Linked DNA regions of Zeugodacus cucurbitae: region 2 is linked to region 1. A link is a contact called in public Hi-C data. All regions are on one chromosome and are shown on one strand. Each heading gives the region's core, a stretch centred on a gene start, on an enhancer-like site or on the middle of the called end of the contact. The rest is flanking DNA. Distances are from core to core; before and after follow the strand shown. Region 1 holds the start of LOC105219619. Region 2 holds the start of LOC105220063.

Region 1 (2,664 bases), core at 70-2,569:
GTATGTATGGTTGTGTTCCAGTATGTATGCATGTGTTTAAATTACACTCAATACTTGTACTCTAATGTAAATAGTTAGAGCCATGTATGCAGACTATTGTATGCATTGAAATGTCACCGCCCCTCTCCAACCGCTGCTTGTTGGCAATTCACTTGCTTATTGGCTGCTCAGTATAGCGACGTCACGAGACAATGGAATGCATGTAATAGACAACAATAACATATAGATACATATGTGTGTGTGTGCATACTTGATGAATGCAATTACAACACCTACACGTATAATCATGATAAACGCAGGTAAAAAGTACACTCACACAAATACATACATATGTATATGCATAAATATATGTGAGGTAAAGGTATGGTTCTTGAGCATAATTGTGCATTTATGTGCTTGTAACTAGCACTTACAACAACTTTCTACGGCGAGCCATCGCACTCAAGCGGTGGGAGAGCGTAAACTGCACACTTATATGTATACGTAGGCCGGAGCTATTAGTGAGCGGTTAAGTAAATATTTTATTACTCACCAGCCCACTCAATACTCACAGCTAAGTTACAATAAACGTAGGCACGGTCTCAAAATAAATAGTTACACACATACATGCAAACATATACTCTACTCATAGCAAGAGGCTTGTGCCCTGGGGGTGTCGTCTCCATAGATAGCTGCTGCAGAGTGTAAGTAGAGTGCGATTATAAGGTAATCAAATATTTTGAGTTGCCAAGAATAACATTTACCTAGCAATAAATGTGTGCTATAAAGTAGTATATATGTATGTATTTGTAAGAGTATAACAACAAAGCCGGCCATGCAGACGTTGCAAGCGGAAAATGCCGATGAGTAATTGCAATATACGCGCGCGTTTTTCTGCATTATTTTTTTGGACGCTAGTTAGCTAAAATGAATGGACCGATAGACAGACAGCACTCACATTTCACACACGCACCTACGCACACACATATACATATAAATATATATATATATACCGTCATATATCCGCTTGCAGCCATAAACACCTACCCATTTCAGCTATGATTTGCTGTTACTCTTATTATTTGTTGTTTTTGTTTTCATTTATACATTTGACTCAGTCGCTTATGCTTGCACTCATTGCTCGCAAGTAACTCTTATCCGTAATTGTGATGGAGACTCAAGCCGGTCGCAAAGTAAGCGTGTCACGCTGACTAACGCGCTGCCTGTTTATTTGTACTCGAGCGTGCGCGTGTGTTTGTGTGTGTGTGTGTAAACGCTGCTGCATGCCGGCAGCTCATAAGAGAGTCAGCATTCAAATGCTATACGTTAGTGCCTATAAAGCCTGCGAAACGTAAGCAACGATATTATTAAGTATTAAAACGACACATGAGCAACACGCAGCTCGGAGCAAAAAAAAATTAAAATAATAATAATCAAAGTATTAATAATAGTAATTGAAACGAACGAAATAAGCATTAAGTAAAAGAGAAAATATATTAAATTATTAACACGTTATTAAATAATACAATTACAAAGGCGTTGTGAAATTAATAGCAATACAAGTTATATACTATATATATTTATTAATTGTAAACTACGTAATATAAAGGAATTTCTAGACAAGAATAACGAAAATTTCAACTTGTTAAAACGCACGTGTGCTTCCGATAAAGATAAACGTTTAAAAAAATCGCAAAAAATCTCAATATACAACGCCACTACCGATCAGCGCAGTACAAGTGAAGAAGCGAAGCAGTAAAGTAACTGCCACTGCAAAAGCAGCAACTAACAGTATTTTTTATAAGAGTTCAAAGGTAAGATTGCAGGATTATGTGAAGTAATTTTGTTTAAAATTTAATCTAAAAAGCTTTGCGTGCGGTGTTTAATATAATAAATTATAAAAAAATAATTTTTAAAATGAACTAATAAATAAATAGAATAAATAAAAAAAAAAAATATTTAAATAAAATAAAATTTAAATAAATGCTGAACACAGGATTTACAATCAGAACATAACGATGAAATTGAATAGTGTAAAATGTTATTAAGATTATTAAGAAAAAAAAAAACAAATATTTTCCAAATTTTCAAAAATATTTTTTTTATTAAACAAATTTATGTGAAACAGTTTTTAAAATAATTAAATATTAAAAATCTTCAAAAATAAGGTTCTTCATAGAATAAAGTTCAGTGTAAATTTTTTTATAATTAAATATTATAATTCTACAAAAATAATTTTTTCTTAAAATAAATTTGAGTATAAACTTTTTTTAATAAAATAAATTTCTGTGGATCATTTATAAAATTAATTAAATTTAAAATACATGATTTACATAAATTAATTGTTGTGGAATACTAAAAAATAGTTTCAAATGTAAATTTTATGAAAAAATAGAAATTCACAAAGAAATGTAAAGTAAAGAAAATAATTTTCTGAACTGGTTAATAAAAATAATATCTGCAAGCAGCTTTCAGAATTTTCCCGAAAAAACAGCAACAACAATGTCGTTACACCCGCAAAATATATATGCGTATATAGGTCAACATTTCACCTTTACCTTCAAAAAATTTCCAAAAAAAAGTTTTAAATCAAAGACATTAAAAAAAAAACAACAACAAACAATGGTTACTTCCAAACAATAACGACCTTTCATACCATTTTAATGACAAATACATGGTTATTAT
Region 2 (2,664 bases), core at 98-2,597, 170 kb before region 1:
ATAATCATCAAAGAAGAATTTAATATGAGAGTTTGTTTAGATTTGTAACAAGTAATAAAATAAATTATTAACCAAAAAATATTAGTGTTAAATTTTTCAGGAGGGATTTTTGTTTAATTTTGTTAGAATAAAAAAAGAAATATTATAAAATATTGAACAATAAATTTATTAAACTCATTGTATTTTGAAGAAAGTGACTATCCGAATATCATAAGTATTTTATTTAAATATTGGTTTAAACAAAAGCTATATTATTTCAATATTCATTGAGTTGGAATTTGTTTGAATTTAAAATTGTCAAATTTGTATAATGCTCTTTATATTTTTGTATGTGTTATGTAAATGTATTTGTCTATTTGAGTGCATAATCATCGAATAGCACACACCCACACGCATACAACCGAAAATCATGCATAATCTATTTACAGTTAAGTGTATATAAAATTAATCGACGAATGGCAGACAAACTAACAACAGACAAGGCCAGCAGGTAACCTCTGCAACGGCATACTGGTGCGCGGAAGAAAGAGAGCAAACGTGCGCGCAAAAGAACCACCAACATAAACTGATGAATGCGCAATTATATACAAAAACCTATGAATGTATGTCTGCATGTCTGCACGTATCTTGTCTCTTTGTCTTCACTATAGCCATATGTATTTTAGATTTGCCTTCCGCTCTAACCTTACCTTACCACGCACACACTAATTGAAGTGAGTAGAAAAGGCAGTAAATATACTCAGTGAACTACTCACTCACTCAATAGACACGCAGGTACTATGCTACGCGCATGTGTGTGTGTATACTCGTATATTTGCTGAGCGACGACGATCGCATTGCCATATGGCTATGGGTAAATTGAGTAAAAATGAGATCATTGGATTAGGTGAGAAGACACAACACAATACAACAATGGACAGAAGAAGAACCGTAATAACAAACACATGCAGACACACCTACAAACGTCATATAGACACATACACACACACACACACACACACACAGTGAGGTGCACGTAGCCGCAGCATTGTTGCTTTCTTTTATGAACGACGGTGGTGGTTTGTATCTCACCGATCGTGCTTTAATGTACGTACATATGTGTGTGTGTGTGTTGGTTAGTCATCAGCAATTGTCGGTTGTCTGGTCGGTCTGGTATTGCCCGGCCTGCTGGCTTGGCCGGCAAAGGCACACATCACACACACATACACAAGCAAACAAACGTTAGCGTAATCATGTCGTTGCTTGTGTTGTTGTTATTGTTATTTTTGCTACAATTGTAGTGGTAGTTGTAAGTAGTGTCGTTGCTGTCTCGGCATTGGCAGTGTCGGTGTGGCGCAGAAAAGTTACGGTCGACGTTTATGGCTAAGGTTTGATCAGTCTGATTCAACAGTTTGTGCCGTAAGGAAGTGTGCAGCACTACTGAACGGAAGTCACTTGGGGAAAAAGTTTGAAAATTGTTAATTACACATCTACCTACAGCGACACTGTTAGACATTATGCGTCTAGCAAAGTGACATAGTTCAAATTCAATAAAAAGCAAAAACAAAATCAACGTATTTCGGACTTTAGTAGAGCGTTAATTATTTAAACCAAATCGAAATAAAATTTTTGTGTGTTTCTGAAAGACTGACAGTAAAGAAAAAGTAATTAAATAAGAAATAAAAAAAGTGTTAAACTCAACGAGCGAGCGAAAGTAACTGTATAACATTGAAATCAAACAAAAATCAGCAAACCGAAAATAATAACAACAACATTGCCGTCGTTGTGCGAAATTGAAAATAAAGAAATTGAAAATTGAAAGCCACGCTCAATACCTTGCTTAATTTGCGAAATTAACACATTCTTGTGAAATTGCCTAATTCAATGCAGATTTATAACACAAAGTAGCTTGCTGCGTATAACAAAAAAAAAAATAAAAACAAAAATACATACATAAATTAAAGTAAAACGCGCACTTGTTGTTATCAACCGGCGTTTTGTACGCGACAACGCGTCTTTAAAGTGAAGTGTCGTGACACTCGAAACAACAATTGCCTTAGTCATTTATCGATATTTGACTAATAGCACGCCCAGTGCGCAGCCAATTACTCCACGTGGACGAGCAGCGAAAGATTTTTACGAATTTACTTGGATTAGTATGCGGTGTGTGTATTGCTTTTGATTTGTTGTTAAATTTAAGTTCGTTTTTATTTATTTTTCTCTGTTCATAGCTTTATCTAGTACAGCAAAGTTATTTTTATATTTATTTATTTACTTGGAAGTTAGTTTATTTTTGGCTATGAGCATATTTTTGTTTTGCTTATCAGTTCATTGAAAGTGCATTCGTACGAAATTGAAAGGTTGAGGCGTTTATTCATTGATAAGTTGATTTATTTTTATGTACTTATGTATGTATATGAGATTTATGAGTATGGAAAGAAATTATTAATTGATAGGTGGTGTTTCCCAATAAGTTAATGAAAAAAATTGGTAATGGTAAAGTGTAAAGACAGTGTTGAAAGTATAATTTTAATGAAAGTGATGGGAAATTGAAGTTGTAGAAGCAATATTTGAATGGAATATTATTAAAAATTACCTGAGTAGATAATAGGGATATAAAAAATATAAATAGTAAATTAAAAATTTAAAACAAAAATTTGAAACAAAAAATGCGTTAATTTCGAA

The links. Hi-C and Micro-C count contacts between places; a contact is called where the count stands out from the background.
Region 2: a Hi-C map of whole body shows a contact between it and region 1, with 8 times the contacts expected there. The contact joins the promoter of LOC105220063 here to the promoter of LOC105219619 in region 1. A contact is called at or near these places in 2 of 2 Hi-C or Micro-C datasets (both in whole body).

What each region holds. Positions count from the first base shown.
Region 1 is chr5:45,816,382-45,819,045 of idZeuCucr1.2, reverse strand. It overlaps LOC105219619, which reads left to right and starts at 1,319. Exons shown (of 3, transcript XM_011195890.3): 1 at 1,319-1,793.
Region 2 is chr5:45,986,144-45,988,807 of idZeuCucr1.2, reverse strand. It overlaps LOC105220063, which reads left to right and starts at 1,347. Exons shown (of 4, transcript XM_054231718.1): 1 at 1,347-2,144. The coding sequence starts at 2,138. All of the region lies in intron 1 of LOC105219872 (probable serine/threonine-protein kinase yakA), which reads right to left.